Regions from separate parts of the Mus musculus genome. Here regions 2, 3, 4, 5, 6 and 7 are each linked to region 1. Evidence: chromatin contacts called from public ChIA-PET, Hi-C, HiChIP or PLAC-seq and promoter capture Hi-C data. All regions are on one chromosome and are shown on one strand. The core of a region is the stretch at or near the end of the contact, and the rest is flanking DNA. Distances in the headings are between cores, read along the strand shown. Region 1 holds the start of Elavl1 (ELAV (embryonic lethal, abnormal vision)-like 1 (Hu antigen R)). Region 2 holds the start of Arhgef18 (rho/rac guanine nucleotide exchange factor (GEF) 18). Region 3 holds the start of Pex11g (peroxisomal biogenesis factor 11 gamma). Region 4 holds the start of Zfp358 (zinc finger protein 358). Region 5 holds the start of Pnpla6 (patatin-like phospholipase domain containing 6). Region 6 holds the start of Rps23rg1 (ribosomal protein S23, retrogene 1). Region 7 holds the start of Camsap3 (calmodulin regulated spectrin-associated protein family, member 3).

Region 1 (3,023 bases), core at 314-2,813:
AAGAGATTATCCTGTTTCACTTTCTTCTCTAAAATGGATACTGTAACATCTACCTTAGGGGCTGGGGACATGCCCGTGAAGTATGAACACATGGTCCATTGTTGAAAGATTCTGGTGATTATTTTAACTGCATATTCCATGTGTACTGGGGGTTTCCTCACATCTTTACATCTGCACAATACTTTCCCCATGCTATTTCACAGGCATTTCAATACGGCTTATTCAAGATCTTAGGTGCTTCACCCAGATCATCGGATAGGGCTGGAAGAACTTTTCCAGGAAGACTGCTTAAAGATTTCTCACCTCTCTGTGTATGTGTTTTGGTGGAGGGAAAAAAACGAGAGAAAGAACCCTAGCAACGCCTCAATGTGTTTTTGGTACTCACAACTGGAAGAAGTAGGAGGCAGAGATGCTAATACTCAGTAGGCAGAAGAAGCCAGGCATGCTATCCAACTTTCTGCAATGCATAGGGCAGCCAGGCCCTCCCAACCAACCATTATCTGACTCTAACTGCCTGTAACAAGGAGGTTAAGAAAGCTTTAACATCCGATCTTGCCTCTTCTAGAGCTCTGGCCAGCGGTGTCCCACATGGACACTTCCGATAATGGAAGCTCTGTCTAGTGCAAAAAAGTTCTCCACCTGCTCTCCACATAGTAGGCGTCAAACCCATTTTGGCATGCTTTAGCAGCAGAAGACAAGAGAAAGGGAAGATCCATCATCACTACCCATTGTTCAACAGCGTGCAATTGCCTTTTTAATATTTACACGTTATTTTACAAATGAAAACGTCCCTAAAACAGCTTTGTTAGAGATGGCGATCAAAGAAAAAATTTCCCCTTTCTCTTCTAGACTTCTACACACAGACGAAAGGTTTGCACACTTCTAAAAGGACCTCATGATTCGTCGCGGTGTGTCCAGAAAATCGTCCACAAAAGAAATCTATGGGATTTCCCGAGGGAGCAAGTCTGTGGGCCATGACCTCTGGCGCCCAAGGTCCTCGCTCCACTCTTCCACCCCCGGATCACCGGGCCTCCGAGATCAACTATCCGGGGCCCCCCAAGCCTCGGAGCCCGGCCCCCCAAAGCGCGTGCCCACGCTGTGTCCTTCTCCCGCCTCTCTCGCGGGAGCCCAGAGGAATCTGGCCCGGCGGAGGCTTGTCGCCAACCTGAATCAAACAGAGTCGGTTCCCATTCGCCCAGCCGCGGCCCACACGCGCGTCTCCATACCCAGGCCTACCGCGGCCTGGGGCCTTCGGCCGGTGCAGGCCCGGCGGACGCCCGTGGGGCTAGGCGAGCTCAGGCCCTAGCGCGGCCTACTCTTTCGGAAGTCGCCGAAGCCTCCGGCCTCACCTGAACACGGGCGGGAAGGCCCGGGACTCTGCTCCGGGGCGGGCGGCGCGGCGATAACGGCTCCGCACGGCCTCGGCAGCGGTGGCGGCGGCGGCGGCGGCGGCAGAGCGGTAGCGGTAGCGGTAGCGGCGACGGCGACGGCGACGGCGACGGCGACGGCGACGGCTGCGGCTCCTCCTCAGCGCGCACGACCCGCTCCCCGGCCCCGCGGCCCAGACACGCCCCCTGCTCAGCGCGCTCTGCTATTGGTCAGTGTCTTTGAAGAAGCGACGCTCATTGGTTGGCATGGCTGTCGCGGTACGCGGGTGCGCGCGGCGTAGGCGGGACTTCCTGTCGGCGTCGTCCGCGGTGGACCAAGGCGCCCAGTGGAGTCGCGAAGTGGCTGGCGATGGCCGCGGAGAGGGTGAGTTGGAGCCTGGCCCGCAGTGGACGCCGTCTGGACGTCGAGGCCAAAGAGTGGCGCTCTTTATAGAACGCACGTCGTGTGATCCTCACAATGCGGGCTGTGCAGCCGCTTACGTCCAGAGAAAGCAAGTTGGTCATCGGGAGCCCTCGCTAGGAGGACAGGATCCCCGATTCGAATCCCGGCCCGGACATTTCCGGTCTGCCTGCAGTTGAGCACCGGCTGACGTCACTGAGCCGGGCCTCAGTTTTGTTATCTGGTGAAGCGGGTTAAAGGATGTGGTCAGCATGGTCAGCCTCTGGGAATCTAAAGTTAAAATTTCTTGGTTTTAAGATTTTTCTTAGTGTGTATGCATGGGTGTTCAGCCTGCATGTATGTTAACCCTGTGCACCATATGCGTGTAGTGCAGATGGGAGTCAGAGAGAAGGTCGGATCCTCCGGGGGACTATTGTTAACTGCGTTTGGGAGCCGACTACTGAACCCATGTCTTCTGTAAAAGCAGCCAGTGATCTTAATTGCTGAGCCATCTTTCCAGCCCCACTTCCTTCGAAATTTAAAATGCCTACTATGTGCCAGGCAGTCGGGCAGTGACCAGAAAAACAACTGCCTGTGCCTTTTGGAGGCTGCTGTTCTGGACTAGTGCTATCAGAAACGTATATGCCACCCTGTTTGATTGAAAACTTCTCTATTGTCTCTACCTCTGTCCACCGTTTTTTAGCGTGTTTGTTTTCTTTTAGTCGGGATCTTCCTAAGTAGTCCTGGCTTGGAACTTATAAATCACGCTGACCATTGCCTCATAGAGATCTGCCTGCCTCTGTTTCCTGATTGCTGGGGTTTAGGGTGATGTTTCATATGATCCAGGTTGGCCTTAAACTTTCTGTGTAACGAAGGATGTCAGTGAAATGATCCTTTTGCTTTCATCTCCCAAGTTCTAGGATTACAGGCCTGCAACACAGCCGCTGCGTGTAGGTAACCTTTTAAAAGTAGTTCTACAGGATTTGAAAAAAAGTTATATTCAAAATTTTTATATTATGTATGTATTTGTTTGTATGTATGTACGTGTTTTTAAAGGATGGTGTTTGTGTATATGTGTATAATATGTATATATTATAATATGCATGTGTTTGTGTGACCATCTATGTGAGAGTCAAAGGGTTACTTGGAGGCGTCAGTTCTTCCGTCATAAGAGATATGGGGGTTGAACTCAGGTTTACACTCAGCAACCAATGTCTGTTCAGCTGAGTCATCTTTATAGCCTGCGATGTCCTTTG
Region 2 (3,023 bases), core at 336-2,835, 970 kb before region 1:
TAGACACTACTATTCTACACAGCATGTGTGTAACTGTGCTCAGCTTCTCATGTCTGTGCAAAGACCAATGTATCCACCCAGGAATCTCTGCATGTGTGAATGCTGCTATTTGTACATTACTGTTTCCCAGAGGGCCACATTTGAGAACTCACAAGAGTTTCATGCTAAGAGACCACTCACTCAGTTCCAGTGTGGAGCCAAGTTTAAACCCTTCTTCTGCTCACCTTTTCAGGTACTGGTGTACCCATCCTGGTAGGAGTGAAGATAGTCTATATTCATTCCTATTATTAAGTGTGTATGTGTGTGTGCACATGTGTGCATATGTGTGCGTGTACCTGTATGTGTATTTGTTTGTGTGTGTATATATATGAATGTATATATGCAGGTGGCTGTGGGTATGTGCGTTTGTCTGTATATGAATATGTGCTTGTGTGTGCAACTGTCTGGGGTATGTGTGTTTGTCTGTGTGTGGATATGTGCGTGTGTGTGCATGCAATTGTGTTGGGTGCCTATAGAGGTCAGAAGGGGCACAGGACCTTCTATAGCAGAAATTAAGCAGTTATGAGCCACCCAGTGTAGGTGTTGGGAACTGAACTCAGGTCCTCTAGAAGACTAGCAAGCACTCCTAACCACTGAGCCATCTCTCCAGCCCTGCGCATACCTCTTGCCTTCTATTTAAACCTACATCTAATACCAGGTCTCTAAGGATGGACTTGGAGGGGAGAGGTGGGAGGAGCAGGGGGCCGTTTGGTCCTCTTACAGGTGCAGCAACCCTGAATAGATACATTTTTTCTACTTCTCACTGTTGTTTGCCCTGGTTGCCTAGACTTCCTCTGAAGACTGGGCTGGCCTCAGATTCAGAGGTGCGCCTGTCTCTGCCTGCCCAGTGGGATTGAAGGCGTGCACCACCACATGCACTTATTTTTGAGACAATGTCTCTCACTGAACCTGGAACACTGGATCAGACTGGGTAGCCTGCCCTTCCCTGGGATTCTCCTATCTGCCAGCTCAGTACTGGAGTTCTCACAGGTGGCCTTACCACACCCTGACTTTATTTAGTCAGGTGGGGGTGGGGAACTAAAATCAATTCCACTTGCTTGCACAGCAAGCACTTGACCCTTTGAGCCATTTCCTCGACTGACTTTCTTAGAATGAGTCGCTGAATCTGGTTTGTTAGGAGACTGCCAGGACTCAAGCTCTAACCTTAACAGCTCTGGTAACAGTGCGTTAGTTGAAGAAGTGGAGTTAGCGGTAGTGGCAGTATTTACACCGGGAAAACAGACAGATACCAAGCAGAATGATCGCTGGTAGACATTTACAAACCCAGCGTTCAGCTCCACATGTTTCCATGGGTCCACACACCCACATATGTGTCTGTCCCCATGTGTGTTCCAGCGTGTGTCTGTCTAGAGACATGTGACTTGCATGTCCCATGTGTCTCTGTTTGTGTGCCCGAGTGTTAGGGTGAGGCCCTCACACCCCGTTCCTCTTCAGCAGTTGGCGCCACAGGAAGCTGCCGGGTGGGGGTTCAGTGCTGCTGCCTCCCCTCCCCTCCCCTCGTGGGAGGCTTTACATTCTTTACTTTACTTCCCCGTGACGCCTACGGCAGGTACAGGCTGAGGGTGGACTCCCAGATCCTCATAACCCACCTCCATTTGTTTTCTCCTCTCCTTGCTGACCCCTGCTGCCTGCTGCTCAATATTGATGAAGACAACCATAAAAAGCCGGTGGCTTAGAAAGAGGAAACTGGGCAGAGTTGAGCCACTCTGTGGTTAGCCTGGCTCATGTGTCCCTTGAAACCCTGGTTGTGTGACATGGGAGCTGCAAGAGCTGTTAACAAAGCCAGTTACCTACCTGAGCAAGAATCGGGAACTCATGGGTGAGTGACTATCTTGAAGAGTGGTGGGCACTTCGGGATCTGCACGTCTGAGAGTCTGTGAGGCAGGAGATTGACTCCTATAGCCGGGACACAACAGTAAGAGAGTGGGGCAGCTGTTTGCACTGCAGAGATCAGGAATCCTAAAATGACCCTGGAGGGTGCTGGGGAGATAGCTCAATTGATAGGGTGCTTGCTTAGCATGGGCAAAGTCCTGGGTTTCATCCCCAGCACTGCATAAGTCAAAGCTGGGTGTTGTACGCTGTCAAGCATCACTTGGGAGATGGAGGCAGGAGGATTAGAGGTTTAGGTTATCCTCAGCTACATAGGGAGTTCAGAGGCCACCTGGTCTAGAGGAGACCTATGATGGAGTCTGAAGGAACCTTTTGTAAGCAAAGCCTGTGTGGGGACGGAGGAGTAGGGGGCCAGGGATGAGGGAGGAAGTCTAAGCGCCTTTTCAGCAGGTGTCCGTGTTTTGCCTTGTTCTGTTTTGTTTTGCTTTTGAATCTGGGTCTCACCATGCAGTCCAGGCTTGCCTCCAACTCCCAGCATTCCTACTTGTGCCTCCCCAGTTCTGGGGTAACAGGTATGCACGCATACCACCACACTGCAGCTTGACCTCTTCACCTTTCAAAGCATTGGCTCTGGGGTTTTGTTCAGCCTTGCCTGACACAGACTTGGAGAATCCTGTCTGCAAAGCAAAATTTTAAGGCTGACATCTGCTGAAAAGCCGATCTTTCCAGGTCTTCCAAATGGGGACCACCCTCTGCTCAATAGCCCTCCAGCTGTAGGCCCTTAACCCTGGGGAGTCACTGGTGGCTCCCTTTGTGGCCCAGTTTGAGGAACCTCCCACAACAACTGCCGGAATGGAGTGAGGTGAGGAGGCAGGCTGTGGTTTGTACCAGGCACACCCAAGACTACAGTTTCCTCAGTTTCTGTTGACTTTGTGCACTCTCGGGTGTAGGAAGGCGACCCCTGGAGCCATGTATCAGTGGATTTAGAGCTGACCACTCTAACGGAGGTGGTGAGTTAGGTAGGAGACAGGCTTTGAATGTGGCTCCCACAGGGCTGACCCTCCAAGAGAGTCACCCTGGTTTCTGAGGGAAAACTCCAAGTTGTACCCACCTTTAAGCACCCTTCTTGTGAC
Region 3 (3,023 bases), core at 256-2,755, 860 kb before region 1:
CCAAGTTTAAGGCCAGCCTGGGCTACTGAGATCCTGTCTCAAAAAAACCCAGAAAGTTCTAAGAGTCATCAAACTGCCAACCCAATCTGAAAGGTTTTTATCTTTTGTTTCTTTCTTTTGGTTGCTGAGGCTGGGTCTCACGTTCACCTCACTCACTGCATAGCCCAGCAAGTCACTGCCATGCCCCTGCCTCAGCATCCGCAAGGCTGTAATAACAAGCATGGGGCACTTAATCTGGCTAAAACTGAAAGCTTCTTTCGTTCTCTCTTCCTTTTTTAAAAGATGTAACATTATTCTAATTTGTTAATTTGAGACGGGGTCTCCGTAGCCCAGGCTAACCAGACACCGTGGTCATGATTAGAATTCCTGATCCTCCTGTTTCCACCTCCCAAACTCTGGAATGAGAGGTGTACAAGCATCTGGTGTACTTGAGACTGAGACCAAATCGTGCACAATGCACAAGCACTCTACCAATTGAGCCAACATCCCAGGCAAGGCAGAAGTTAAGAGGAGAGCTTGACATCAAAATCCAAAAAGTGCCACATAGCCGGGTGTGGTGAGGCACACCTGTCATCCCAGCCAGTATTTGGGGAGCTGAGGCATAAGGACAAGAAAGTTCAGGGTCAGCCTGGACTACAAGGTAAGTTATAGGCAACCAGAACTTCATAACAAGGTCCTGTTTCAACAAAGAAAGAAGAGGGGAAGAGAGGAGAGGGGAAGGGGAGGGGGGGAAGAGTTGCCATGGGGAGTCCCATTAGAGTGCTAGCTTGCTCACCAATGGTTGAAATGACAGAAAACAAAACTATTTCCCACCTCCTGGGCTCTCCTTTGCCCACAGGCAGGGGCATAAGGCTCTTCCGCCTAGCTCTGCCTTTAGCAGGACTGAAAAAGCAGTCTAGGTGGCAAAATAGCCATTTGCTTGGAAGACTTTAGAGAGGGGCCATTCAGTAAGACACTTAGAACACGGAAATTTAGCAGGCTCACCGCCCTTGTATCTTTGTTTCTTTTGTTTTGAGACAGGGTATCCTGTAGCCCAGGCTGGCCTTGAACTCCTGATCTTTCCATTAGAAGTGCCGAGATCACTGGCTTGTGCCAATATATCTGGTTTGTGCGGTGCTGAGGAAGGACCTAAAGGTTTCGTCTATGCTAGGAATGCAGTGGGCTACAGTCCCAGATCTTTTATTATTTCACTTGCTTATCAGAAATGATTAGTTTCAAGCTGTGTGTGATGGCACACACCTGTAATCCCAGCAATTCGGGAGGCTGAGGTAGGAAGTTCTCAGGTAAGACACCAGCCTGCCGACAGCCTGCTGTCATGTAAGACACCGGTCCCTTTAGGACCCCCTCTCTGGCCTGTTTTCCTCATCTCTGAGACCTGACCAAACTCCAGGTCACTCCGGTCCCGCCAAGGCCCCAGACTTCCTCTCACCAGGCGGTCCCGGACCCGGTGGGACTCCAGCGCGGAAGCCAGACGGTTCAGCAGAGCCATGGCAACTCGGTCGTGACGTCACCCAGGGCGGGGTCAAACTCCTTTGGAAAGGTCCGAAGGTCCGCGCAGGCGCAACTGCCTGCCCTTTGTCCGAGTACTGCTACCTTGTAGGCGTGCTAGCCCGAACCCAGTTTGCAAATGTATTACTGCCACGTCTGTCCTCCCTGCCCACGGACACCCAGAATGACCTTCTAAGCCTGTTGAAATTCGCTCCACCGCTGCTTAGGCAACTCCGCAAGCAAAATGTTTCAAAAATTAATTCATTGCCTACGGGCGGGGGGGGGGGGGAGCGGGGAGTGGGGACAATCAAAAGCTTCACTTGTGGGCTTCATGTACCTGCTTTATCAGTTTGTCTGTTCTGAGCATCTGTGACTGGTGTACTCTCACAAGGCATCTTGATTTTCACTTTCTTTGAGGGGTGATTAGATTTCTTTCTTTTTTTTTTTTTTTTTTTTTGAGGATTTCATTTAGTTCACGCTATCTTTGAACTCACCATGTGCTCAAACTGGCCTTACACTCCTTATTTAGTCTCCCAAATGCTGGATGATAGGCATGTGGCACAAGGCTCCAAGACATCATTAGATATGTTATATTAGATATCATTAGTTACCTGGCTAAAAGGCACCTTTAGAAGAAAAATGAGCTCGGCAGGGAACAAGTACCTTTAATCCCAGCATTCAGGGGGCAGAGGTTCTCCGTGAGTTCCAGGCTAGCCAGATCTACATAGGGAGCTCTGGGCCAGCAGGATGGCACAGTTGGTAGAGGCGCATGTAGGTCAAGCCTGAAGACATGAGTTCCATCCTTGGGACTGGCATAGTTGAAAGTAAGAACCCACTCTGGTGCTAGCTGTCCTCTAACCTCCACAGTTATGGTGTGGTGCACATGCGCGTGTGTGTAAAAACAACTACAAAATAGTCAAAGTTCTCTTCCACTCTTCCTTCCAGGAAGGACAAAAGTTGATCGCTAAAGGTGTTTGATCCATATCTACCTGAGCAGGGCACCCAGAGAATTCACCTTAACCAGCTGTGTTTTGTTTTGTTTTGCTTTGTTTTGTTTTGTTTTTTTGTTGTGTTTGGAGGAGTGAAGACACAAGTATTTTGAGTATTTGTTTTGAAACAAGATCTTATGTAGTCCAAGCTGGGCTCCAACTGAATTAATTTGTAGCCAAGACTGGCCTTGGACTCCTCCTGGTCCTCCTGCCTCAACCTCAGAAGTGCTGGCATGACAGGTGTGTGCCACCAAGTCTGGTTTGTGTGGTGCTGGGATGGAACCCAGAGCTCTCTGCATGGTAAGCTAATGTTCTATACTGAGCCACATTCACAGACCCCAGAACAGTATTTTTTTTTAAAAAGATTTATTTATTATTATAAGTACACTGTAGCTGTCTTCAGATGCACCAGAAGGGGGCATCAGATCTCACTATGAATGGTTGTGAGCCATCATGTGGTTGCTGGGATTTGAACTCAGGGGCTTCAGAAGAGCAGTCGATGCTCTTAACCACTGAGCCATATATATATGTGTGTGTGTGTGTGTG
Region 4 (3,023 bases), core at 344-2,843, 830 kb before region 1:
TCTTTGTGACCACTGTTTATACTCAGGCAGCAACATCCAGAGTCCAGCTGCCAGATCCCCCTGGGCTTGTTTTCATTCCCCCTGCGGTGGAGGGAGCTGGGGCTTTAAAGTGTGGTCTAGAGCCTTCCTTGGTCCTGGCTAACGTCTTCCAGAAATCAGCTCTTGGTCCAGCCTCCTGGACTGCCTCTGGTGTCACCTGTCATTTGAATAGGAAGCTGAGAAAATGGAAGGATCAGAGGGCAAAAGGTTACCTAAAATTAGTGAAAGATTCTACTATCAACAAAAACTCTGTGTGTGTGCACTTGTGTGATAGAGACAGGGGAGGGGGAGAACTTGTACTTACACATATATGTGGACTAGAGAGATTGACTTCAGGTGTCTTCCTCAATGGGTCCCACCTTATTTTAATTTTTTAAAATTGCATTTATTTATGTAGTGGTGTGTGTATATCTTCCATGTGGAGGTTAGAAAATAGTTTGATCTTTCCACCCATGTTGGTCCTAAGGAATCAGACTCGGGTCCTTGGCCTTTCACCAAGCACCTTTACCCACTAAGCCACTTGGTTGTCCCTCCAACCTTACTTTTTGAGACACAGTCTCACAATGACCCTGGGAGCTCACTGATTCAGCTAGACTGGCTGGCCAGTGAGCCCTTGGGTCTTCTTGCCTCAGCCACCTCAAAGCTAGGATTCTAGATACCCACCACTGAATCTGTCCTTCCACATAGGTGACAGAGATCTCAAGCCAGGTCTTCAGCTTCTGCAACAAGCAGTTTACCGACTGGGTCACCTCTCTAACCACCTGTCTTACCACAAACCATCACCCACTGAGCCATTTTGACAGCCCTAAACTTTCTGAGATAATACTAGATGAAGAAAAGACAAGTGCATATTTAAATTGCAGGCCTTCTCAAAGCACACCCTCCCCCGGCCTCTTGCTTATATAATTTGAGTATCATGATAGCTGGTGTTTGAAACAAGATAGAGAAATGAAAAAGAAGGCAAGACAAAGGTAGGCAGAGACAAAAGGCAGAGGCAGAGAAAATGACTGGGCCAGAGGCAAAGAAATTAAAAGAGGAAAAAATAAATTACGGTAGAGAAGGAGAATGGGGAAAAAAGGAGGACTGGAGAGATAGTTCAGCATGTAAAAGTGCACGGCCAAGCCTGCAGACCCTGGTTCTATCCCTGGGATGGAATAAGGAGAGAACGGACTCCTGGAACTTATCTACTGATTTCCCCATGCGCAACACGGCATGCATAGGCACTGAATCCATTTTTTAAAGAAGATAATGAAAGAGATGGAGAGGAGGGGACAGAATGGAAGAAAGATGGACAGATGGAGACAGAGATACAGATGGAGAGTCAAGATCGGGGGTCGGAGAAGGGGCCCGAAAAGTCACATGGGTGCATGGAGGGTTAGGGTGGCGCGGGTTGGTAGGGCGCAAACAAAGACTGGACGCGCGCCAGCTCGGGTGGCCCTGGTCGGGACAAAGGCTTGGCCCGGGGGCGGGGGGGTGGGGTGGGGCGGCGCGGGGGCAGCGATGGCGCCGGCCGCGGAGGGCTCGAGCGAACTACAAGTCCCAGCAGCTCCCGCAGCGGCCCTCGGCCGGCCCCTCTCGCTCCCCGGGAGTGCCTGGCGGGGCCGCTGGGCCGAGGGGGCCGCCAGCGGGTCTGGCGATCGGTGGGGTTTCCTGCAAGCCTGGGGCGGGGAGACACCGGCTGGCCAGCGCGAGTGCAGCCAGGCCGGGCAGGGGCGAGGGGCATCGGGTGAGTGACCCCGAAAGCGGATCGGGCTGGATTGGGGAAGGCTGGACAAAAGGGGGAGGTGGTTGGGAGGAGACCCCTCAACACTAAGAGCAGGGTGCGGGGCGCGGCCCCAGGCTATCTCTACGCACCCCTTGCAGAGTACATGGTGCCAGCGCTCTACTTGGGGGGTCAAGGTGGCGGACGCGGTGGGAAGGGGGTCCGGAGGAGCTCAGGCCTAGTACGTTTATCCGGCCAACGGCGGGACCACCCCCTAATCTACAGTGAATCTGAGATCCGGATGGGTGGAGGCGCCCGCTAGCTCGGAACCCACAGAACAGAACACCTCCTTGTTTCAGAAGGGGGTTCTTTTTTTCTGGAAACCAAGAGAAGCTTGGGGCATTGTTCTTCCTATGTGGGACTTTATACTCCATAGTGTGTGTGTGTTCAGAAGGGAGGTGTCGTGTTACCTCAAGAATCCCAAGAAAAATCCCAGTTATTGTTATCTTCCACATTCAGTCTTAGGATGTAGAGCTCTGGAAGCTCATTTTCCCAAGAGATGATCGGGGTGCACCTGCCCTCTGCACATCTACGAGACAGATGTGAGTTTCCATTCAAGATGGGAGTTCATGAGGCTGCTTCCTTCGAAGGCAATCTAAAAATACCTTGTCTCCAGAAATCTGGGCGGAGACCCCGGGGTACTGCCCACTAATCTCCAGCAGTTGGGCCTAGGTAGAGAAACTGTTGGGGGAAACTCAGCGCCCCTCTGTGTACTATCTCCTGACTGTGAGGTTGGGGTCAGGTAGGTCTCCCTAGTCCCCTGGAGCCCAGCCCAACAAAGAGTTCACTTAGCCCCAAGGTAGAGAGGTGTTACTCTTTCTCCACATCTGCCTCTTTCCCTAAAACAGTCTTCATACCCTAATCAAGGAGTGTGTGGTTCAGGAACTCCCTTCCCTTGAAGACATTCCTCCTCAGCCCTCTGTGCCCCACCCCCCAGTTCTCTCTGTAACCCCCCAGAGGCCCCCCCCCAAGCTATAGTTATCACCGGCTCTTCACCAAGGGGTTAAAATCCACAATCTTATAAGCCAATTGGAAAATTGCTATATTAACTGCTCTCTCCACCCTCTGGCTGTGGAGTTCTTAGTGATCCTTCTGCCCCTTTCCCCAGAAGGGGGCCATGTATGCACCCCTCCTTAGTTTTGAAAAACGTTATTATTTTGTAGCCCAGGCTGATCAGATCTGCCAGCCTCATCCTCAAAAGATGCTGGGATAACAGATGTGT
Region 5 (3,023 bases), core at 249-2,748, 810 kb before region 1:
ATCACTAGATAGACAATGACCACTTGATTCTCCTTGATACCCAGCCCCCCAGACTCCTTACAAGATGTTTGCTGGGTAAATTCTGCCTCCCTGCTACCCCACAGTCCTCTGTGCTCTCATCTAGGAAACTACAGCCTGCAGGAATGCTACTTCTTCTTTGTACCCTATAAGACACCACACACATACACATGCACACACACACAAGGCAAATATACATAACTATCCAAAAGTCAGTGCAGCTAGGTGGCTGCTTGGGACATTCCCTTCATCTCTTGAGAATTCTAGATTGAGGAGATGGGAGCCCGAGGAAGAGCATACTTGTAGAAAGGAACATCCAAAGACTGGGAGGCAGAAAGGACCTGGAGAAATAGCAGTGGTGCCAGGAAGTCACAGGGAGAATGTTCGGGGACTCTGCCTCATTCTGAGGCACTGGCAGTGGATGTGTGCACTCTTTCCCACATGGATAGAAGCTCTACCACAGGTACATTACTGTCACCCAGGCCCTAAGCAGCCACACTGAGTCTCGCTGCAACACTTGGATATCACGCAGGACCCGTGGATGCAGGAGTTCAGGCCTTATGCCCACTAACTCTTTTACACTGTTCCAGCTGAGATGCTGGGTTACTAAATACCAGTCTAGGCTTCTGGCCCGCAGCAGAAGGCACTGAACCAATGAGCCTGAGACCTGCGGCCACATCCGGGGATAGGGAAGATTTCTACAGTGAAGCAAGCCACAAAGCAAAGGTCCAGAAATGAGACCCAGAGTGGTCACATCAGAGCAACAGCAGGATGTCCAGTTGGCCGGACCTAAAGAGCACTAGAGGTCAGGACCATCTTTCATGCTGAGTTCGGGGAATCGTCTCTTTCCAGCACCCAGGAGGTACTGGCACAGAGAAGAGTGAGCTCCAGGCCTACATCGAGCAGTGCCAGGATAGCCCCACATCTGGCAAGTTCCGTCGTGGCAGTGGCTCAGCTTGTAGCCTTTTCTGCTGCTGTGGAAGGTTGGAGCCCCAGATCTGGGTTGTGGATTGATTAGAGGCTGGGGGAAGAAGTGTGTGCCAGAGAGACTGGGTGCCTCTTTTTTCCATTTCTCTCTTCCAGGGACTCCCCGGAGGACCATTCGCTGCTGGTGAACTGATCCAAGATGATTGCCACTAGACTTTATCCCCATGTACTGCTGGGACCCCAGCTTATTTATTTTTAGAATTTGCTTTAAAAGATCTGCGTCTGACAGGCCTTGTGAGGGCTTGGGCTGATCGAATCGGACACAGGGGAAAGGGAGGGCATGTAGGGCGGCTGTTAAATAAAAGGGAATGTAAATGCGGTGGTCTAATTTGTAACAGGTGAGGCAGCCCTTTCATAAATCGTCAGCTCCTTTAAGAGGCCGCCACACTAGGCATGGCTGGCGCAGTGCGACCTTCCAAGCATGGCGGGAGGCGGGGATGGGGCGTGTCCTGCAGCGGAATAATTTAAAGGTGCCGCGTCTGAGGCAGCGGGCAGAAAACTAGGGGTGTTGGCCGAAGCTGGGTGGACCTGGTTGCAGCTCCTGAATGGTACGAGTTTCCATCGACCGAGCAAAGGTGTCCCTTCGAGGACTGTTAGAGAGCTTCAGCTTTGCCCCGGATCGATTTGTCCTGATTCCGGGTAGGTCCCGACTTTTTGATGCTCCAATACCACCCCACCCCCATTCCTAAGTTCCTTGTCCCGGTGTTTCCGCATCGGTAGTCAGATGCGACCTGGAGTACGGAATGGAAGTAGTCAATCTAACAATTTTCCAGGTAACATCTCAGGGCCCTGCGATCCTTCTAAATTCCCATTAATAATAGTCTAAAGGCATCAGAAAGATCTCCAGCGTCCCAGGAGAGTCCCGGTAGCGTTCCTACCTTCCCCGGTATCTTCCTGGAAGCTCCTAGACTCCTAAGTAGTTATGTGTATCTCCGGATCTCAGTAACTTTCCAGTGCGTCGTTCCTCCTACCCTCCCCCAATTCCGGCGTCCCTGGTTACACATCCTGCATCATTTCACTAATCCCAGGGATGCTCCGCACCGCGAGACCCGGTAACTTTCCTTTTACGTGACAGTTAAATCTCCAAGCCCGAGCCTATAACACTTTGGGAGCTCATCTTACTCCGATGGCCCTAGAGCCCCCTTTTCAATAGATTGCACAGCAGTGCTTCCAGTGCACGCCCCAGCTTCCTTGATGGGCCCAGGCTTGGGTCAGGAGCCCAAAGTCCAATTGTCCCTCAGCCTCCTGGCTTACAGGTCCTGGTTTCTTCTGGAGTGAGACATCGCGTCTTTACAGGGTGTAGGAAGGGGTCTCGCCTAAGGGTTGGTTAATCAAGAGTAGTCAGACATACGGAAGGCCAGGCTAAGGAAGGAACCACTGCCAGAAGAGATCATGGCTTAAGGGCACCTGCCAGCGAGCTGCTGACTGTGGGTGCCAGGACGGCTACCCTTTTGGCCACAGGGTGCAGATGAAAACGTTACGGAGTCTGGTCCGCCTTATGCATAAGTGAAGTAGGACAAAGAGCTGGGGGCTGGTCTCATCCCTTGATCTGGGCGGGGAAATCAACTTGCCCCTATCCTTCTGTCTAGCAGTACCCCTCTAGACGCTCTCACCCCAACCCCGGCGAATGGAGGAGTCACTCCAGCCAAAGGTATCTAGGGGGCGTGGCTTGTGAGACGAGCTAGGGGTAAGGAGCCTGTAGGCGCTGCTGGGTAGGCTTGATTGACATCTTGTTCTGGTCCCTTTTGCTCCTCGATTTCCAGGACTGCAGGCTACAAGACCTGCTACCTAGTCCGAAACAATCGATGGAGGCCCCACTGCAAACCGGAATGGTAAGAGTTGGGGAATTTTTGTACCGGACTACAACTCCCGGCGGTCTTGCCGTGCACCACGCGATTCTCTCTCCGAGAACCAGGCATGTGCAGGTGAAACTACGTTTCCCGGCATGCATAGCGGGAGACCTAGTCTCTCGGAAGGCTTAGTTGCTCCCCCCACGTAGGGGGATGGGAAGGAAACCG
Region 6 (3,023 bases), core at 243-2,742, 760 kb before region 1:
TGATTCAGGTGCAGCAGCAAATATGAGGTCAGAGGTCAACTTACAGGAGTTTGTTCTCCTTTCACTATGCTGTGAGGATTCAACTCAGATATCAGGCTTGTGCAGTGAGTGACCTCTCTTTGAGTCTCATTTGGCCCAGGATGATCTTGGACTTGTGAATCTCTAGCTTCTTCCTCCTGGGATCATAGCACCATGCCTGCTTTAGTCAATACTTGGGATGGAACCCAAGGCTTTTTGCAGGCCAAGTGCTCTACCAACTTAACCACAGCCCTAAGCCCTCAATCATTTCTTCCTATTATCTCCAATGTGTTATTGCAATAAACGAGTAAGAACATTCTTCCATTTCCCCTGTTCCTGTTCTTAGGAAAAACAAACACTAGACTTGACAACAGAGGCTCATAGCTGACTGGCTTCATTGTAGTGCTTGATACACTTGGCTAAGTTGCTCTGGTAAAAGGCGGAAAAGTTTAACACCCCTGGCAGTGGGTGGAAGGTCCTGTTTCATGGCACAGTTGGAAATTATTAGACAGGACAGCTGGGAGGGCTACTGGAAGCACAGAACAAATTCAGGATGTTCGAGGCTCTGGGTTCCAACCCAAGCACATTGCCCCACCTCAATCAAACAGCAAACCAAACCTGGTGACATGGCTGTAACCAGAGCACTCACGCGGTGGAAAGCAGAAGCTGAAGGCCACTTTTAGTGTGTTTGAGGCCAGCCTGGCTTACATGTCCCCCAACCCCCCAAATAGGACTGGGGGTATGGCTCAGTGGGTAAAGCACTTGCCAACCTGAGTTCAGGTCCCTAGAAACCTCATAAAGGTAGAATGGACTCCACAAATTATCCTCTGACCTACACACAGAGAGACTACACACCTGCTCTCACACATTAAAAACGTGCAAGATAAAAACTTGCTGGGCATGGTAGCACACTCTTTAATCCCATCATTCGTGAGGTGGAAGCAGGTGGATCTCTGTGAGTTTGAGGCCAGTCTGGTCTTTAAAGCCAGTTCCAGGACAGCCAGGGTTGTTACACATAGAAACCCTGTCTTGAAAAAACAAAATAAATAAGTAACTCTTTCTTTGACTTAAAAGGGGAGGTGGGGCGCCATGTGATTTGCACAACTTTTAATCCTAGTGAAAGATTATCCATTAGACTGACTCCCAGATAAGCAGACCAAGAGGGAGATCGGCCAGAGCTAGGTAACAAAGATAGCAAGCTCCGAGGATGGTAGCTTCTTCCTCGCCCTGCTGAGCTGAGACAAAAGCCTGGAGGCTTAAAACAAATGCCTTACATGCTTTTGTCTCCTGCCAGCAGGACTCTGCTGCTGGTCTGGGTCAGGTGTCCGAGGTCTGCTCAGGACGGTCACACAACAGTTCTGAGCCAATCAGCTACTCTGTCTTTCTTCAAACTGACCAACCGTAAAGTAGGGAAGAAAACTCAGACTTTAAACCCCCAGCCTTCATTGTCAACCTCTCTGCTTTGCAGAGAGTCTTTCTCTCACCCCAGATAAATGCCTGTCCTCAACTGCCGATTCTCTCTGCTGCTGTCAGCAGACTGGAGATTTCTCCACTGCCACCTGTCGTGCTTGAGGTTTGTCCTGCCTTTTAGTTAGTGAATTGGCAGAGAAAACGAACCGGATAAAGAACCCTAGACTGTATTACTAGGACTTTGAAGGCAGAGGCGCGTAGAACTCTGTGTATTCAAGGCCAGCCTGGTTTATATAGGCCAGCAAGTTTCAGGACAGCCAGGTCTACAAAATGAGACCCTGCCTCAGAAAGAAAAAGAAAGAAAGAAAGGAAGAGAGAAGAGAGGGAGGGGGGAAAGGAAAGAAGGAAGGAAGGAAGGAAGGAAGGAAGGAAGGAAGGAAGAAGTTAAAGAACGCAGCTTTGTATATATATTATTTTAGTATATATTTGTTTATTTACTTTGTGTGTGTCTATATGTGCGTGTAGAGTTCAGAGGAGAACTTGCAGAAATCGGTTCTCCCCTCCCACCATACGGATCCCTGCAATCTACCTCAGAGCAAGCAGTCGTTGGGGTGGGGTGGAGGATTTTTTTAAAGCCCCCTGCAGCCTCCGTTGCTTTCCACACTTTTAATATCTTACTTCAGTATGCAAATTTTTTCCAATCCTCTGTTCTTGTGGCTTTTTTCTATGGCTCAAACAAGTGGTGGGTCCTGAGTGGTTGTGTTGGAGTGGGGTGACACTCTCCGCAGGTGTGAGCACTCAGAGAGGCAGATAGACTGGGAGGATCACATACTGTTTCTGCTTCGTGTTTGTTCATGTTTGTAAGTATTGATTTTGTATGATCAGCTTTATTTACCTGAGTGCAACGGGGTGTTATATTTGAAGAACCTGTGTGTGTGTGTGTGTGTGTGTGTGTGCGTGCATGTGTGTAGGTGTGTATGTGTGTAGGTGTGTGTATGTGCATGTGTGTAGATGTGTGTGTGTGAGAGTGTGTGTGTAGGTGTGTCTGTATGTGTGTCTGTGCATATGTGTAGGTGTGTATGTGGGCATGTGTGTCTGTGTGTGTACATGTGTGTTTGTGTGTCTGTGTCTGTGTAGGTTTGTTTGTGTGTGTGTCTGTGCATGTGTGTATGTGTGTGTGTGCATATGTGTATGTGTGTGTGTAGGTTTGTTTGTGTGTGTGTCTGTGCATGTGTGTATGTGTGTATGTGTGTCTGTGCATGTGTGTCTGTGTGTATGTGTGTGTGTGCATGTGTGTCTGTGTGTGTAGGTATGTCTGTGTGTATGTGTGGTGTGTCTGTGCATATGTGTAGGTGTGTGTGTGCATGTGTGTAGGTGTGTGTGTGTGTGTGTGTGTGTGTGTGTAGTATAGAGATCTATCTTGGGTATAGTTCTTCAGGAGCCATTCCCCTTGTTGTTACTGTTTTTTTTTTTTAGTTTTTATTTAATTATTTATTTTATGTGTATGTTCGTAGACCTCATTGTCTGCATGAGCACTACACACACACACACACACACACACACACACACACACACACATTGCCTGGGCAGACCAA
Region 7 (3,023 bases), core at 320-2,819, 740 kb before region 1:
CACCTTCCTCATTTGCCCAGTAGGAATGGCCCTAGTCCTTCAGGCCTGTGGGCATGCGGAAGGGAGGAGAAAAGGGGTGGCTTCAATAAGAGAAGGCCTGCCCTCCCAGATTGCCACCCCAGGACAGCTAGTGAGTGAACCATTTATATCCACCTGAATCCTCAGGAAAATGTGGCAGTTTTTGTAGCTGCCAAGGGCCGGGCAGTGGTGCCACATGCCTTTAATCCCAGCATTTGGGAGGCAGAGGCAAGTAGATTTCTGAGTTTGAGGCCAGCCTGATCTACAGAGTCAATTCCAGGACAGTCAGGGTTACACAGGGAAACCCTGTCTGGAAAAACCAAAATAAATAAATAAATAATAAAAAAAATAAAATCATAGCTGCCAGCCTTTTTCTAAGATCCATCTAGTCAACAGAGGGGAGTCCCTTAGGTTCTGCCTCACCTCACTCAAGCCACCTGTAACACAGGCCCCCAAACAGTGAGTGTTCCAACCCAGTTCTGTAGATAAATAGATTTGTATTATGGAGCTGGGAATGCTGAACCTGAAAACACACACACACACAAAAGACTGTTTATACCAAAAAAAAAAAAAAAAAGTATGCACCTACACATCATTAGTCACACACAGAAAGCCCCATGCACACAACCACACCCGCAAACACACAGATCCTCTCAGACCCTTACCTACATCTAGTCAGAGGCTTTCTTCAACAAATACTGCAGATATCAAAGGTACACATCAGGACATTTGCAATCCACCTAGTAACCCTACAGAGCTAATCTCACATACACAGCTTTTCTCCTGCCTAAATACACCCACTTGGTATCTCTGCCATCTTCCTGCCCTGACAGAGTCAACAATTACACCCTTATATGATAGATGTGTTTAGACTCACATCATTCTTTCTCCCCCCGCTCTTTCTCTTCCTTCATTTCCAATCTTAGAACACAGAAGGTTGTACAACACAATTCTTTGATTTTACTTATTTATCTCATGTATCCCAGGATCACCTTGAACTTACAAAAATTCTCTTCTTCCCACTTCCCAAGTGCCATGATTCTAGGCATGTACCTACCACCATCCCTAGCTTATTTGGTGCTTGGGATGGAGGAGAAGGTTTTGTACATACCAGATAAGGACTCTGTCAACTAGGGCACAACCCTAGCCACTTAATACAAACCATTGTACCACAACAGGTTTGAAACAGTCACCTTCACAAACAGATGACATCACAAATCTAGATACCTATAGACAGAGATGTTCACAGGTACTCTCAAGCAAGTGGATACAAACACATTCATTTTCTTTTTAAACTAGGACAGAGTCTTGCTGTGTAGCCCTGGTTGGCCTAGAACTTACTGTATAGTAATAGCCACAAACTCCATATGCATATGTGAACTCCACCTGCATATGTGTGGGATCAAAAGCCTACATGGACATCCATGACAAAGGGTCCCTAAGCCTCTCCAGGGTCCGGGAGTGAGCAGGAACACACGCGCGCGCGCGCACACACACACACACACACACACACACACACACACACACACACGAGAACGCATACAGGGACATGCGTTCTTCTGCAGCCCTTCCCTCATCCGCCATCACTGCCGCCCTTTGCAGCAGGAGGACCTATGGAAGCTTTAATGTCAGTGGGGACCCATGTGGACCCAGGAGCCAGAGAGAACTGAGTCCAATCTGGGGGCGGGGCGCACCTGGGTTCCGCCTTGGGGCGGGGTCGACGCCGCGTCGCCAGCGCGCTCGACCGCACCTGGTTCAGCGGCGCCTCAGCAGCTTTATTAGTAACAGCAGCAGCCGCGGCGGCAACCCGATTCGGGGTGGCGGAGGCTCGGCAGCAGCGCAGCGCAGCGCAGCGCACGCAGCCCAGCCCATCAGAGCGCGCGGACCCGGGCGGCCGTAACCCCGGCGTCGCCATGGTGGAAGCGGCGCCCGCAGGGTCCGGGCCACTGCGGAGGACTTTCCTGGTCCCCGAGATCAAGTCTTTGGACCAGTACGATTTCTCTCGAGCCAAGGCGGCGGCGAGTCTGGCGTGGGTGCTGCGGGCCGCATTCGGGGGAGCAGGTAACCCGAGGGCCTTTGGGGAGGGGACCGGGGGAGCCAGGCTGGGGCGCGGCAGGTGCGGGGGGCGGGGCGCCAAGCCGGGGCCGTGGGAACAATAGCTTCGGGGCTGCCTAGGGTCCCCGAGCTTTTGGTCTTTGCTAAGCTGGGCCTCCAAGCTTCCTGCTCGGACGGGGCCCTTGGACTTTGCCCGCCCGGGTCGCTGGAACGCAGTCGGGGGTGGGGCCCGCCAAGAGGCTGTGCGCCTTGGGACCCCGGGATCAGAGCCCCCAGGTGAGCAGGGGTGGGGTCTGCAGACCAATTTTGTGTGTGGTGGGGGAAGGGTCTCCTGGTAGTCCTCTGCTTCCCGCCTCCCACCCCACTCCTCAGACCCCAGGGCCTAACTGCATGGCCAACTCCCCTTTCACACACATCAGAAGCCTGTGATGGTTCCTCCTACCCCCACCTTCCCTATCTACCCTCACAACGTGTACGCGGTGGCTTGGACCCCGCAAGGAGCGTTTTAAGAGATCAGAGCTACAGCTCAGTGACTGGGACACAAACCCTGCCTTGCCGGTGGCCAGCGTGTGTGTGTGTGTGTGTGTGTGTGTGTGTGTGTGTGTGTGTGGTGTGTCTGGGACCACTCTTTCGTCTCGATGGCCCCGTAAAGGCTGGCAGTTGTGACTTATTGCCACATTTTCCTGAGGATTCAGGTAGGCATAAATGGCTCATTCACCAGCTGTTCTAGGGTGGCAGCTCGGGCGGCCAGGCCTTCTCTTATTGAAGCCACCCCTTTTCTCCTCCCTTCCGCATGCCCACAGGCCTGAAGGACTAGGGCCATTCCTACTGGGCAAATGAGGAAGGTGGATTATCAGACCTGGGAAGGCTCTCCAAGTCCTGGCTTTGGGCAGCTTCAGCCACCACAGGATAGAACTGGGAGGCCAGGCTTGGCCTTGGGAAAAACAGAG

What was found. Hi-C and Micro-C count contacts between places; a contact is called where the count stands out from the background. ChIA-PET counts read pairs in DNA pulled down with a chosen protein or histone mark. HiChIP or PLAC-seq counts read pairs in DNA pulled down with a chosen protein or histone mark. Capture Hi-C pulls out chosen DNA fragments and counts their contacts.
Region 2: a contact with region 1 is called in an RNA polymerase II ChIA-PET map of memory CD8 T cells, with 9 read pairs. The contact joins the promoter of Arhgef18 here to the promoter of Elavl1 in region 1. A contact is called at or near these places in 1 of 39 promoter capture datasets (pre-B cells), 1 of 484 Hi-C or Micro-C datasets (CD4 T cells) and 1 of 115 datasets of contacts at active chromatin or transcription factors (memory CD8 T cells).
Region 3: an H3K4me3 HiChIP or PLAC-seq map of pro-B cells shows a contact between it and region 1, with 5 times the contacts expected there. The contact joins the promoter of Pex11g here to the promoter of Elavl1 in region 1. A contact is called at or near these places in 14 of 39 promoter capture datasets (the 3T3-L1 cell line, the C10 cell line, the HPC-7 cell line and 9 more), 1 of 484 Hi-C or Micro-C datasets (embryonic stem cells), 9 of 115 datasets of contacts at active chromatin or transcription factors (the SCID.adh cell line, astrocytes, bone marrow-derived macrophages and 4 more) and 3 of 9 other capture datasets (embryonic stem cells, liver and macrophages).
Region 4: a contact with region 1 is called in a promoter capture Hi-C map of liver, with 5 times the contacts expected there. The contact joins the promoter of Zfp358 here to the promoter of Elavl1 in region 1. A contact is called at or near these places in 5 of 39 promoter capture datasets (the HPC-7 cell line, HPC-7-derived erythroid cells, cranial neural crest and 1 more), 2 of 484 Hi-C or Micro-C datasets (bone marrow-derived macrophages and embryonic stem cells), 5 of 115 datasets of contacts at active chromatin or transcription factors (bone marrow-derived macrophages, embryonic stem cells, large pre-B cells and 2 more) and 1 of 9 other capture datasets (liver).
Region 5: a Hi-C map of B cells shows a contact between it and region 1, with 16 read pairs. The contact joins the promoter of Pnpla6 here to the promoter of Elavl1 in region 1. A contact is called at or near these places in 12 of 39 promoter capture datasets (the 3T3-L1 cell line, the C10 cell line, embryonic stem cells and 7 more), 8 of 484 Hi-C or Micro-C datasets (B cells, CD4 T cells, CD8 T cells and 3 more), 10 of 115 datasets of contacts at active chromatin or transcription factors (astrocytes, bone marrow-derived macrophages, craniofacial prominence and 7 more) and 2 of 9 other capture datasets (adipose tissue and liver).
Region 6: an H3K4me3 HiChIP or PLAC-seq map of fetal liver shows a contact between it and region 1, with 5 times the contacts expected there. The contact joins the promoter of Rps23rg1 here to the promoter of Elavl1 in region 1. A contact is called at or near these places in 5 of 39 promoter capture datasets (cranial neural crest, embryonic stem cells, hematopoietic stem and progenitor cells and 2 more) and 5 of 115 datasets of contacts at active chromatin or transcription factors (embryonic stem cells, extraembryonic endoderm stem cells, fetal liver and 1 more).
Region 7: a contact with region 1 is called in a FOXA1 HiChIP or PLAC-seq map of pancreatic cancer cells. The contact joins the promoter of Camsap3 here to the promoter of Elavl1 in region 1. A contact is called at or near these places in 8 of 39 promoter capture datasets (cranial neural crest, embryonic stem cells, hematopoietic stem and progenitor cells and 4 more) and 3 of 115 datasets of contacts at active chromatin or transcription factors (embryonic stem cells and pancreatic cancer cells).

What each region holds. Positions count from the first base shown.
Region 1 is chr8:4,323,537-4,326,559 of GRCm38.p6, forward strand. It overlaps Elavl1 (ELAV (embryonic lethal, abnormal vision)-like 1 (Hu antigen R)), which reads right to left and starts at 1,564. Exons shown (of 6, transcript NM_010485.3): 1 at 1,350-1,564. It also overlaps a transcript of Ccl25 not described here.
Region 2 is chr8:3,351,852-3,354,874 of GRCm38.p6, forward strand. Arhgef18 (rho/rac guanine nucleotide exchange factor (GEF) 18) reads left to right here and starts at 1,586. Exons shown (of 29, transcript NM_001370668.1): 1 at 1,586-1,879. The coding sequence starts at 1,876. Gm30369 (a long non-coding RNA gene) reads right to left here. Exons shown (of 5, transcript XR_870091.2): 2 at 3,002-3,023; 3 at 1,855-1,956.
Region 3 is chr8:3,466,143-3,469,165 of GRCm38.p6, forward strand. It overlaps Pex11g (peroxisomal biogenesis factor 11 gamma), which reads right to left and starts at 1,506. Exons shown (of 5, transcript NM_026951.3): 1 at 1,430-1,506. The coding sequence starts at 1,489. It also overlaps a transcript of Tex45 not described here.
Region 4 is chr8:3,491,545-3,494,567 of GRCm38.p6, forward strand. Zfp358 (zinc finger protein 358) reads left to right here and starts at 1,594. Exons shown (of 2, transcript NM_080461.2): 1 at 1,594-1,765.
Region 5 is chr8:3,513,913-3,516,935 of GRCm38.p6, forward strand. Pnpla6 (patatin-like phospholipase domain containing 6) reads left to right here and starts at 1,499. Exons shown (of 35, transcript NM_001122818.3): 1 at 1,499-1,644; 2 at 2,598-2,656; 3 at 2,769-2,837. The coding sequence starts at 2,633. It overlaps Mcoln1 (mucolipin 1), which reads left to right. Exons shown (of 14, transcript NM_053177.1): 13 at 871-1,001; 14 at 1,102-1,320. The coding sequence ends at 1,138.
Region 6 is chr8:3,566,506-3,569,528 of GRCm38.p6, forward strand. Rps23rg1 (ribosomal protein S23, retrogene 1) reads left to right here and starts at 1,493. Exons shown (of 6, transcript NM_001024728.2): 1 at 1,493-1,591.
Region 7 is chr8:3,585,881-3,588,903 of GRCm38.p6, forward strand. Camsap3 (calmodulin regulated spectrin-associated protein family, member 3) reads left to right here and starts at 1,570. Exons shown (of 17, transcript NM_027171.3): 1 at 1,570-2,079. The coding sequence starts at 1,932.